Linked DNA regions of Gossypium hirsutum: regions 2 and 3 are each linked to region 1. A link is a contact called in public Hi-C data. All regions are on one chromosome and are shown on one strand. Each heading gives the region's core, a stretch centred on a gene start, on an enhancer-like site or on the middle of the called end of the contact. The rest is flanking DNA. Distances are from core to core; before and after follow the strand shown. Region 1 holds the start of LOC107933520 (abscisic acid receptor PYL9). Region 2 overlaps LOC107933530 (a long non-coding RNA gene). Region 3 holds the start of LOC107933531 (rhodanese-like domain-containing protein 4, chloroplastic).

Region 1 (4,501 bases), core at 819-3,318:
ATCCTTACAAGTTTCCAGGATATGAAATGATAATTATTATGTTCTACCAACTTTCTATGACGTGCTCTCACTCTTGCAACTTCCATTCTCACGTGTTTGAAGTTGATTTGTTGCAGAAAATGCAAAAGACTTTCCAGTTTCCACCAAGGTAGGTCTTTTACTTTAAACAAAGATCATCACAAGATGTTTTTGATCAGTTAACGTGCAGTGCAACATTATGACTCAGAAAAAGCTAATCTTGGTGCATTTCCATGGTGTACCGACATTTTTCTGCACTCAAATTAATAGGCTGAGAACTCTACTCAACAAATATCTACTTTTTAAGTTTCCAAAAATGAAAACTAGCAGCAATACCAAAAATGATCCCAACAAGAGACCACTTAAAATAGACACCATCATAAAACATAACTGTACTTCAAATGGTTTCTCCAAATTCATCCTGCTGGGCCTGGCTGCTGCTTCAAATATGGGAAATGGAATTAAAATTCTCCCATCTCTTCTTAATATTAAATATTTACAAATAAGACCGTAGTTTTGGAGGCTTGTAATGAATTCGGATATCTCATAGATAAACTACTTACACAAGCATTTAAACTAAGAACCAAAAGGTGTTAAAAGAGTGTTCCATAACAAAGTGAAAGATGATCATATATCACAAACTCCAAAGATTGTCTTTTTCTTTTTGGTCATCACAATTCCACCTTTTTCAGTTAGTATCGGTTGATAGGCTGTGTCTGATCCATCACAGCCATCCTCTCTGAAACATCGGCTAACGATTTCAGGTTACATCGGATCAAAGCTTCCACGAAGTAACAAGTTTCGTCCGTGGTGTTCCCTTCCGGCACATCCACGACGAACGATTCGATCACCATTGTACCTGGCCTTCCTTCAATTACCTCGGGATGCACCGTCATGATCGAAGAATAATTCTGCAGTCAACAAAATGAGTACCGTGACACAGAAAACAAGTGTTAAGGAAGAAAGAAATGTTAGTATTTTGTACCCTGAGACGGTGGTCGCCGCCGACGATTTTGATGCCTAAAATGTGTTCTTCGTCATCGAGAAGTTCCAACCGTTCGGTGCTGGTGGTGGCCGGAAGTCCGGACTTGACGTTGACCTCTCTAACACTGCCGATCCCGAGGTCCCCTTTCATTATACACCTGCTGACGAAGGGCTTGTACTTTTGAGGCTGGTCAAATCGCCTTACCAATGACCATACCTATCCATGGTTAAAGAAAACAGAAACAGAACAACAAACCCATCGTTAAAATCAGACTTTTACGAACCAACGAGTTAACAGAAATTCATAATCTTGGCTAAAATAGTCTGGGTTCTTTTTTTTTTCTTTTTTATCCGTGAAAAAAATAGAATAAGGCAGAGATAATACATCATACTCGTAGGTTTACTTTTCTTTTTTCTTTTTTTTGGGGGGGGGGTTAAATTTCGACCAAGAACACAGATTTGATTTGATTTTGGGTAACAAACCAAAGAGAATAGATTTGGGTTTCAGCAGATCCATAGGAGAGTAGAAAGAAAAACGTGTCAACGGCCTAAACGGCGGCGAGAAAAACGAACAAAATGGGGAAAAGGGGGGAAATTATAGAGGAGTCTCAAACTGAGGAACTTACGAGATGAACAGGGGCTTTGATGTGTTTAACAAGAGCAGAGGTGCACTGGTCGTCTCTGATGTTGTGCCTGTGATGTCTCTGTATGTACTGGGATTCCATCATACTGTGAGCATCATCACCGTTCATTTCTTCTACCTTTTGTCCCAAACTGATATATAAGGATAAAAACGAGTTGTGTTGTTTGCCTCTGTAAACAAATCAGAAGGTGAAAAATTAGAGGAGAGTAGCAAGAGAGAAGAAAAGCAAGAGATTTGGTGAGGATGTTAACAAAGGGAAGGGGGCCTTACTCTTTAGCCTTTTGCTTTTGGTTTAGGTTTTAGGCATTTGGTTGGGACCAGGCTCAGCCTCTTACTTTCCGTAATTAAATTAAGGTTTTTCTCTTTTCCTTCACTTGTCTATACCCTGTTACCTCTCCATTTTTGTAAAATAGCAAATATTTTGAGATACTTTTCTTATTTTATATTTAAATACATGTTAAAAATCATAAAAATAGAAATAAAAAACATAAAAAGATTTATATCAATTTTAGTAAATTTATTATATAATTAATTCACGTGAATGTTCCTTAATCTAGCATCATACACAAACATTTAATATCTTTTAACGTGACAGCTATTTTCTATTTTCGTACTTGGATAGTTTCATTGATTGACATATCAAAATCTTTTAAATTAAATTAACGTGAACTCCATTTTGAGAAATAAATAAATAAATAATTCTTATTATAAAAAAATATTTCACAACCATTAAAAAATTAAAGTAATTAATTAATATTTAAATATTTAAATATTTTACTATTATAATATTAGGGTAATTTATTAAAAAAACCTCATTTCCAAAAGTATTTACGGAAATAGGCCAATTTTTTTATTATTTACCGAAAAGGTCTGAATTTCCCGAAAGCGCGTCCACGTCAGCGCGAAGTCAGGGGATGTGTCAGCAAAACGCGTCCTTGGGGGAGCATTTTGCCTCTTTTTTTAAGGTTAGATTTTTTGTGCTTGATTTGGGGTTTTAGGGTTTAAGGTTAGGGTTTTAAGGTTAATTAAATAAGGGGTTTATGGTTAATTAATTAAATTAACTATTAATTTTAAAAAATCAATTAAATTAGGGTTTAGGGTTTTAGGATTAATTAATTAAATTGGAGTTTAAGGTTTTAAGGTTTAGGATTTTATTGTGTTTATGGATGCACTATCAGTAAAATTACTAAAAAAAGCTTCCACGTGGACATTCTTTTGCTACAGTAGTATCTGAAAAAATAATTTTGATAAGATGTTTCTGAACAAATAGTATCCAAAACGCTTCAAGCAGGATGCACTGTTAGCAAAATTATTGAAAAAAACTCCCACGTGGACGCTCTTTTGCTATAGCAGTATATGGAAAAATAATTTTGAGAAGACGTTTCTGAACAAATGGTGTCCAAAATGCTTCAAGCATGATGCACTGTCAGCAAAATTACTGAAAAAAGCTCACATGTGGACGCTCTTTTGCTACAGTAGTTCCTATATGGCCTTAGACTATAAATAAGTCAAATTTCATTCTTAGGTTGTATAAGTTACAGCAAGAGAAATTGAGGCTAAAGTAGAATAGAAACTGAAGATGAGTGAACGTATTAGTGTTGTTATTTACTATGATGTGAGGTCCGTGACACGAAGAACGGCGTTGTTTTTTTATCGGAGAGCATAACACGACTGGTTTTTAACCAGGACATAGATTTGACAGAACTTCGTAAAAGAATTAGGCGTAAAATCTTCGGAACGACGCCAATGAAAGTTTTGTCTATTAAGTATCGATTTTGTGCTTCGGTTGATCCCGTGAGATATGACTCATTCGACATCAAAGGTCCTCGTAGCTTGGAGGCAATAGTGCAAACTCATATTGCTAGTGAATCACCCTATCTTGAGTTATATGTACAATTTTCATCACCAAATGATGCATTTGAGACTTCAACATCTACTGCTGTTCGAAAGGAATACACGACCCATGCCTGACACTCTGTAATGGGTGGCAAAACACGAAAGCGCCCGTGTTTGGTAGTAGTATGGAATACACAACCCCTGCATGACACTCTGTTGGTGGATGGGACATGCACCTTGGTGGGTCGATGTTTGATACTGGAAATACGTACTGGGAATGACATCAACTTTTAGTGGTTGGCAATCCACATCTGATTGGGGATGTTATGAAACGTCCACAAGAAGGGATGATGTACTCCCTACGACATCCACCAGCTAGGGGACCTCTTTCGTTGCAAATGCTGGTAGGTCAGATGATGAGTCCGATATGGATCCACCTTAAGAGCTCGGCCCCGATGGTGCAGAAGTTGCATTATTTTCTGAACCGGAGTCTATTCCAACCATACCTGAAGATGTTAAAGGGGGTTCAAATGAAGAATAAGAAGATCTGCAATTCAGGGCGTACTCGCCTCCAGCCCACATGCATAATGTCGATCTATCTCAAGATGATACTTTGGAGTTTTCAGATCTACCACACAGAAGTAATAACCGTACAAGTTCGTCATTAGATTCGGTTCAATTGGAAGTTGGTAAGGATTTTTCCAATAAGGATAGTTTTCTTGGCATATTGAAACAATATAACATCATGAACGGGGTTAACTAAAACATGGTTAAATCCAAATACGATAAGTTTGAGGCCAAGTGTGCAACGCAAGACGATATATGTTCATAGAAAATCATGGCCTCATTGAGGAAAAGGACAGGCTTGTGGGAGATAAAAAAGTACAAAGGTCCACATACATGTGTTGGCAGTACAGTATCATTAGGTGTTTAGGGTTTTTAAATAATACTGTTATTACGTAATGTTGTATTATTTAACGTACTTCATTGATAGGTGTTTCACAAGATCATCCCAAGATT
Region 2 (4,501 bases), core at 1,248-3,747, 250 kb before region 1:
ATATTTTTTCCACTATATAGGTAATGGTTCAAAATCTTAATACATATATATGATTTAGTTAAGCTTAGAAATAAAGGTTTAAATAGTTTTTAGTTTTAAAAATAAAATATAAATTAATTTTAGAAATAAAATATTAAATATTTTTTATTTTTTAATTTTTAATTTTAGAAATAATATATATCTACTACTTTTTAATTTCAGAAATAAAATTTTAAATACTTTTTTCATTTTTAACTTTAGAAATAAATTTCTAAATAATTTTAGATATAATATATATCTAACACTTTTGAGAAGGCATATGACCATAGATAGCGGCTACACGAGATGTAAATGTTGGGTTGAATATAGTATCCATGTGGTGAGGAATTGTTACTTTCTAAGGGTTGTTTGGTTAACGTTAGTGCCAGTTCAGAGCTGGGTACATTTTTTCTCTATACTTTTAGAGGATTGGTTGCAGTGGAACTTAAAATATGTTAATTTTTGTATCAACGTTGGGATCATTTGGCCTTCTTTATTTCCCATTGTTTGTTGGCTACTATGGAAGAATCAAAATATGTTTGTTTTTTCGAATGCCCGTAGTTGTGTTCAAGAAATAGTGGATTAGGCACAAGTTAGACATGAAGTGTTTTATCAATGCATTCTGCATCTTCTTATTCTCACCCCCGGGTAATAGGTTCACATTGGTCGCCTCTTGAAGAGGATTATGTTAAACTTAATACTGACGGTGTTGTGTTCTCTTTAAGGGCTTGTGTCTCTGTTGGAAGTGTTATTAAAGATGCTGATGGCTTGTGGCAATGTGGTTTTTCAATGTCGATTGGAAAATGTACAACATTTCAGGTTGAAGCAAGGGCGCGATTCTTTGTGGGCTTCACTTAGCATGGAACAAATGATATCGGAAGTAGGAATTGAAATGTGATAACGCTTTGTTGATTGAAATTATTCTTGCCGGTTGTGCTGCGGATAGTAGGCTGAAGGAACTCTAACTGATACATCACATACTTATTCGATATTGGGAGGTTCGTGTTAGACATATTCCTCAGGCGTAGAATACAGTGGTAGATCTTTCGACTAAAATTAAAGATCCAGAGTTCATTATGGGTTAGTATTTGCTCCTTTTAAGAGAATTCCATATAGAACTACCCATAACTCTTCCTCAACCTATAAATAAGAAGATAATGTGCTTCAGCGCACTCGAACCATTATCCCCTACATTGATAACAATGCTCATGCCAATCGAACAAAGGCTCAATCGATAATTTTTAATAATTTTTAGAAATAAAGTTTTAAGTCTTCTTATTTTTAAATTTTAGAAATAATATGTATCTAATACATTTTAATTTTAGAAATAAAGTTTTGAATAATTTATTTTAGTACAAAATAAAATTCCAAATAATGTAAAAGCATAAATTTAACTTATTGAAAAATAAAAAAATAGTCTGCTAATTTTTTTTTGGTAATATGTATAGTATTTTTTATAAAAATGAAATATTCAAAATTTAATAAATAAGATAAGTGAAATTACATAAAATTTTAAAAAAAACTTTGAAATAAAAATAATTTTAAATTTATTAAAATTTATTTTATATTCAGCATAATTTAATACAATACAATAAATAAGATATATGAACTTACATTTTTTTTTTTGGTGTAATATGAACTTACAATTTAAATATAGAAGAACTAACCATTTAATAAGTAATAAGTATGATTCTGAAATAAATATTAAGATAATTAACATATACAAATTTATTAAGATAATTATTATTTAACTTTATTTTAATTAAATATTATTTATCTTTATTATAAACATTATATTCTGTTTTATTTTTAAAAATTTTAACTTTCAACTATATTTTTTAAGGATAAATTAAAATATGCTATTTTAAATTGAAAATTTTATGAAACTTTTAACTTTAAAAAAAGTTTTAAAATTAACAATTTTTTCACCAAAAAATTAACAAATCAATAAATGAAAAGGTAAATTTTAAATCTTATAAACTCGAACTATTTAATTAAAGTAAACAAGATCTGCTACCCTAGCACGAAACAGTCTGCCTTCTTTGGCACGTCTTCTTTAGGTTTTATTGTTTCTTGTTCTTATTGAGAGTGTGGTTGGCGGCGGCGCACTTCAGATCTTTCGTGGTTCTTACACAGAAACGGTTTTCAGAACTGGGATCTTTGCCTGAAATCAATGGAGACTGAATTAGCGGGTTTAACACTAAATGAGGAAGAAGATGCAGTACTACAAATCCAAATTGAGCCCAATTCTGAACAAGAAGCGAAGGTTTTCAAGTTAGTGGGTTGCTTTTTAACAGCCAGTCTTATTCATTTTTCTGTTATGAAAAGTTCTATGGCAAACCTTTGGCATCCTGTCCAGGTGTCCATATTCGAGATCTAGGAGAAAAACGATTTTTGTTCCAGTTTTATCATGTTATGGATATGTATAGGGTTTTGAAAGGGTCCCTATGGACCTTTAATAATCATTTGCTAGTATTACACAAGTTACAATAAGGGGAGGATCCATTAAAAAGAGCCCCTATTCATGACACCTTTTTGGGCTCAGATCCATGATGTCCCTATTGGTCTTTTTTCTAAAAATTTGTCAGTACAATTAGACAACTTTGTAGGGAAGTTCTTAGAATACAATGGTTTGAATCTGGGGAAAGAAAACAGAAACTATATGCGAGTAAGAGTTCAGATAAATGTCTGGTGCCCGTTAAAGAGAAAGAAGCAGATTATATATTGCGGGAATTGCACTTATGTGAAGTTCAAGTATGAAAGATTATCCCCTTTTTTGCTTTTACTGTGGCCGATTAGGCCATAATGATTTTTTTTGCGAAACAAAAATGGTGCTTGGTGTGGAAATTGCTAATATGGGCTGGGATCTATCGCTACGAGCTCAATCTCGACGGTCTTTAGCGATGAATAGTGTATAGTTGAGGGATAAATGTGACGAGACATTAAATGGTGGCCGAGAGTATAATCTTATGAATGGAAATAATTCGTGAGCTATTGATAATAAAAAAGCAGGGTATAGACAACTCTTTGATCCAATTTTGGGATTCAATCTGGAAGGCAGAAAGGCTTTATGGAATTACGTGAGGGAAAAAGTATTAGAAGATTCAGCCCTAAACAATATGGAGCATGACCTGAAAGATGGTGTTCTAATCAAAAAGAAGGGAAAAAAAGAGCTAGAGGGGAGATAGAGGGCTCATTAGTAATGGGCAATAATAATACTTTGACAGTAAGAAATAAGAGATTGTTGGAAACTACTCAATTTTCATCGGCGGCTGCCAAGAGGCAAGCCGACCGAGCGCAATGAAAATCTTGAGCTGGAATGTCCGTGGGTTGGGGAGTCCACGAACTATCCGAAGACTTCGACATGTGCTGAAGACACAAAATCCCCAAATGGTCCTCTTTAAGGAGACAAAGATTTGTAAAATTCAGATGGAAAGAATTCGATATACTTGTGGTTATGCAAACGGGATTGAAGTTGAACTGGACGGTACTAGAGGAAGACTGTGTCTGGCGTGCCATAATGAAATCTGTCACGCTTCAAAATTTTTCTAAAAGACATTGATGTGGTGGTTGATGATAATGAAGTATGAAATAAATAGAGATTCACTGGTTTCTACGGGTCACTATATGCACAAGAGAGAGAGTTCTTGGTCTACATTGAGGAACATACACACTAATAAAGGGATCCCTTGGTTTGTCTGCGGGGACTTTGATGAAATCATGTATGGATTTAAAAAAAATAGAGGTCTACCTCGAGATAAAAGGAGAATGGAATCATTTCGTAATGTCCTAGCAGATTGTCATTTAATGGATATGGGGTTTTCTGGAAAATGGTTCACATTGGAGAAGGGAATTCTACCTGAAACAAATATTTAAGAGAGGCTTGATAGAGGGGTTGCAAATGATGAATGGATGGCAATGTTTTTGGAGGTAATTATTCTACATCTCACTCATTTTTTTTCGATCACTATCCCCTCTTAATCAACATGCGAAAGAATGAAAACTGGCTGACTATGAAAGAATTTAAATTCGAAGCTTGGTGGATACTTGAGGAGTCATTTGATACTGAGGTTAAAAGCATTTGGGGGATATCATCAAGTGATCAGTTGTAGAAATTAGATTTTTTAAAACTTGGCTTGAGGAATTGGACAGATCAGATCCAAACTGATAGAAGAAGATGAAAGAAATTTCTTACAGCTAGATTATTTGAACTTACAGAAGGTGAGAGAGATGACTCTAATCTAGCTGAATTGATCGATACTAAGATTCAACTGAATTTGAAATTGACAAAGATTAGCGTTATTGGGAACAAAGAACATGAATCAATTGGTTGAAATTTGGAAATAGGAACACTGCTTTCTTCTATAGTCAAACAACGCAACGTCGAAAAAGAAATTTGGTTCATAAATTGCAAGATGAAGAAGGCAGAGAAACAAAGCTCATTCAAGAAATGAAAGGTATTGTGCGATCTTATTTTCAAAAT
Region 3 (4,501 bases), core at 918-3,417, 150 kb before region 1:
CAGAGCTTAGGATTTTAGGACATTTGATTATCCAATTTAATATAAAGTGGAGACTTACCTCTGCATACAGGAATTTCTTGCTTACAAGCTGCACAATAGCAGCTGAGCCTAAAAGTTGAAGGATCGTTTCTATCTGCAGAAGATATGGCAAACCCACAATTTGAGTTGTTTCGAGGTGTGTGTATATATATATAATCAGAGGTACTGTACTAAAAGGACTCAAAAACCTAACCTCTGAAAAAGCCAAAAGGCCTAACCCTGCAGCTGCAGCAATCCCTACAGTAACAGAAAGGCCATCTGATCCCCCCTGCAGATTATCACAACCATTTATCATATAGAAGAAAACTAATAAGAAAGGCTGAAGAACTTTCCAACAAAATCAATTCAAGATCTAGAAAAGTCTCTCTATGACATCAAAATCTTAGAAGTGAATAAGCAATTAGGAGATGAAGATAGGTACTCCGAAGGCCTCGGCGAATGCTTCTGTCAAATTGCTAAGGTCAAGACCTTTCTTTGGTTGTATCCAGGGAAGACCACTGTTCTGCAGAATTGAAACCAGTCTCAAAAGATGCAATTGCTAAATTTAGAAAAAATGGAGAAAGAAACAAAAAAAAATTGATTTAGAACAGCACATACCACCCATCCCCGTGGTCCTTCAGCACCATCTTTGACTGCATAAGCAGCTTTGAATCCATTTGCAGTGACCAACTCCGCAACCAGTTCAGAATTCCCATCAAATCTGGCTTTCAACACAAATTTAAAGCAATATTAGAAGATGAATCAAATGAAAGTTCTAGTTTCATCTTCCCTACAAACAAAATGCATATAGTTACAAATAAAATATTTGTCAGCCAATGCTTACATATGTTTAAAGACACATTTTAACAGTTAAGAACGTATGGCCTATCAATTTAGAAACCTTCAACCCTTGGAACAAAATGCAGTTAATTTATGGGTTAGGAACTCAGGATCAATTAAGAAAGAGGTAATGGCCATATTCTATTGTGTAGCTTAAGGCCAATGAGCCTCCATATAGGCATATTCAGTTCTACATTCTTCCTCCACAACCAACACACAAACCATTTAATCTCAGATACAGTGATACAATCATCAATAAGAGTGGATCCTTAACTAGAAACGAAGGTTTCATAGACAATGCTGGGAATTCATATATGAACAAATATATACGAGGCATAGGGTTTTCAGAAGCTTACTTGTCCATAATGAATAAGGTTGTATTTTCAGGTTCCTTGAATTTCAAAGACAGTTTTGTCAAGAACACTGGTTTATCTTCACCATTGTAGGCAATTGACACCGGTTTCTTCCCAAATCCCTTAATGTCAGGGCTACCAACATCTCTAGACTCCTTGAGAGGCCTTATGTCCAGCAACTGAGCAGTGGCATCGTCACCTAGCTTGGCGTAAGCACTCCTTGCAGATTCAACTCCCCATGGCTTTGGATTCTTTAACAGCTGAGACAAAATCAAAGGAACTGCTAAAGCAACGGTGCCACCAGCTACAACCGTGGGATTCTCAGTTGCAAAACTGACGACGGTATCAAGGATCCCATTTGGGTCAAAATTAACAGACGAGGAGGATCCCGTCGTCTGCTGTAGGGCTTCCTCGTATGACAAGGCTTTAGCGAAACCATTGGGGAGAAGTGATGACAGAAGCAGTAAACCACCATGCAAGGTTCTTGACAAACACTGGTGCAAAGCTGGTTGGGTCTTAATAAAAGCTGGGGAGTTGGGTAGTTTGAGTGGTGAAGCAATGGGGAGCAATGGTGCTTTTCTGGCCTCGGTTCTTGTCTCAGAAAGAACCGAGAGAGGTGTCAAACTTGGAGTTGCTGCATTGAGGGTCCTCATTTGCATAATTTTTATGCAAAGAGATGGGTGTCAAATGTATGATGGAAAGGCTTGAACCATCAACAATGGAGGATTTTTGTTGGAATTGATTGGATGACAACAAGGCTCAGAGACCCTTAGCTTTGGAAGGTGCACTTTGAATGATGAAATGGTGGTGAGGTGGAATGAGTTCTGAGATCTCTGCCACTCATTGCATGACACGTTGGAAGTGAGATGAGAGGCTTTTTGATCATGTCTTTAGGACTGTTCCTCATCTCAACTCATTTGTGTGGCTAATAATTGTCTGCACAAATTCAATAGTGCATCTAAACTATAGTACCTTCCTTTTAATACAGCAAAAACGTTACACTTAATTATCTTTTAATTTACCATTTAATTTGGTATTTTAGTTTGAATTTTTTTTATTGTAATATACGATTTTTATATTTGACAAAAATTATATATATTTAGGTACATGAAAGTATCAATATTAATTTTTTAATTTTTAATTCAAGTTTTGGAATTGATTTTATAAAAATTATTAGCTAATAATATTAGCAATTAACTTTCATCATATCAATCCTAAACCTGAATTAATTCACATTAATTAGATTATATTTGACAAATTAAATGGAAAATTAAATAAATTCACAATTAACACTACATTTATTCTATTAACAAAATCATAAAAAATTCAAACATAATACTATTAGCAATTAACTTTCATTAAATGAATCCTAAAATCCAAATAAAAAAGTTAGCATTGTAACCTTTGGGTATAAAAAAAATATAACTTTTGTCAAATATAGATATCAAATTAGACCAAAAAACAACCCAGGTACCACATTAAAAAAATATATCAAATTCAAGTACCAAATGATATATTAAACCTTAGAAAAAGAGATAAAGTCATGATTTTGATAATTTTCCTCTACTTATTAAACCTTAGAAAAAGAGATAAAGTCATGATTTTGATAATTTTCCTCTACTTAGTCTTTGAATTATTTTCGTTAATCTTCAAACTTAACAACTTTTTCAGTTTTATTCATTTGACACATTTGATATTGTATCATCATATTATCGCTTAAAAATTATAATTTTATAAAATATTTAAATGATGATGTGATGCAATATTAGAGTGTCGTATCATTACATAAATCAAAATTAAAAAAAAACATTGTCAGTTAAAGCTAAATTTTTTTTTTCAGATGCTAAATCTTACCTAAGTTAAAAGTGCTAACCAAAGTTTAGGGTGTGAAACATGACACTCAACTTGGACCAAGTCTATCAAATTTTGCTCATGAATTAAGATGGGGATCTTGCGCTACCATCATGTGAGCTTGCGCCAAGCCTGGGCTTTCTTCCTCCGATCAAGCTTCTGCATCAACAATGTTATATATATAGTATTTTAATTTATCGTTTAGGGTTTTTCAATATATTTTTCTTCTATATAAGATTATACCATATTTTAGTATATCATTTCGATTTTATTTGTAAAACACGACAATACTGGTCTCTTTGATTTCATTTGCTTTTTTGCAAGAATGCATACTCCTATACTTTAAATTGATAGCCCTCCAGAACCATTTAACATTATTTATAGCGTGTCCCGCAATCATATTGCTTTTGTAAGGAAATATAACCTAACTATACATATTATACCTTCATATTGGAGGGAATCATTTCAGATAATAAAAACAAGCGAGGAAGAGGATTTGATTGGTGTTGTTTTCCGCCCAAGATAGCGGCAGTAAATGGGGGACCACGATGATTCACAGCGGCAATGGATGAAAGGAAGAAAAAGGTTAAAGGGGTAAAAGAGAGGTTCTTTTTTGTGGCATTATTGGCCGTAGTGGACCATCGACGGCGGCTGAAAGAGCAGCGGTCTCTAAGGTTTCTTGGGAAGGGAAAAAAGAGAGAGGCTAAATTAGGCAAAAATGTCAATTTTAAAAATTAATTAAGTGATTAGGCCAATTTGTAACATATTTACCAGAATAGGCCAATCTTGGAGAAAGGGGGAAATACGTCCAACTGGACGCTTTTTCACCCAACGGTAACCTCCCCCAACGGTCCAATTGCCAATGACCATAAAAAACGACTAGTTTTTATTTCTATATAAACCCAAATATTTTCCTCATGTTTTCATTCAAATCCATTTCTGTCAATTCTCTTAATTCTCTCAAATCTTTCAAGAATTTAATTCTAAAATTTTAATTAAAATTCTCTTAAGTTCTTGATTTAATTCTGTTTTTTATTCATTTTAATTTAGTTTTGGAATGACAAATACTATTATTCGTTTCGATGAAAACCACATTTTCGCGATTCAACTGTAAATGGTAAGAAAATATTTTTAATTTTTATAATTTTATTTAAGTTCATTATTAAGTTGTTAAAAAGATTAAATTTTATTTATTTTTTGTATTTTTTATAATCACGCCGAAGATTTTATTTTGGAGACGTATATGCAAAATCTATCTACAAGATTGTCGCATATGATTGAACCCTATTTGAAAGTTGTGGGATTCTTGCACATGTCTCGTATGTGAGATTTTGACAAGTTATTCTGATAAATTGAAAGTTTTAACATAAGCTTATATGCCTATTTGAATTGGATGAATGGTCTGAAAGTTTCTTAGATCTTTATTGTGGTGGTGCCAA

What was found. Hi-C and Micro-C count contacts between places; a contact is called where the count stands out from the background.
Region 2: a Hi-C map of leaf shows a contact between it and region 1, with 3 times the contacts expected there. The contact joins the enhancer-like site here to the promoter of LOC107933520 in region 1. A contact is called at or near these places in 15 of 34 Hi-C or Micro-C datasets (anther, callus, fibers and 4 more).
Region 3: a Hi-C map of leaf shows a contact between it and region 1, with 2.8 times the contacts expected there. The contact joins the promoter of LOC107933531 here to the promoter of LOC107933520 in region 1. A contact is called at or near these places in 15 of 34 Hi-C or Micro-C datasets (callus, fibers, hypocotyl and 3 more).

What each region holds. Positions count from the first base shown.
Region 1 is chrA08:102,074,636-102,079,136 of Gossypium_hirsutum_v2.1, reverse strand. It overlaps LOC107933520 (abscisic acid receptor PYL9), which reads right to left and starts at 2,068. Exons shown (of 4, transcript XM_016865752.2): 1 at 1,916-2,068; 2 at 1,629-1,815; 3 at 1,004-1,219; 4 at 475-929. The coding sequence starts at 1,754. The coding sequence ends at 711.
Region 2 is chrA08:102,327,932-102,332,432 of Gossypium_hirsutum_v2.1, reverse strand. LOC107933530 (a long non-coding RNA gene) reads right to left here. Exons shown (of 5, transcript XR_001693648.2): 5 at 1,971-2,182. Among protein-coding and RNA genes, the nearest start is that of LOC107933530, 5.4 kb to the right of the region's middle. Within about 2 kb of position 2,497, at least 8 of the 9 cell types and tissues checked have an H3K27ac peak or open chromatin away from gene starts, as enhancers often do. A contact at or near this core is called in fibers, hypocotyl and leaf, where this site is marked.
Region 3 is chrA08:102,225,097-102,229,597 of Gossypium_hirsutum_v2.1, reverse strand. LOC107933531 (rhodanese-like domain-containing protein 4, chloroplastic) reads right to left here and starts at 2,167. Exons shown (of 9, transcript XM_016865766.2): 1 at 1,215-2,167; 2 at 637-739; 3 at 461-541; 4 at 233-307; 5 at 59-133. The coding sequence starts at 1,870.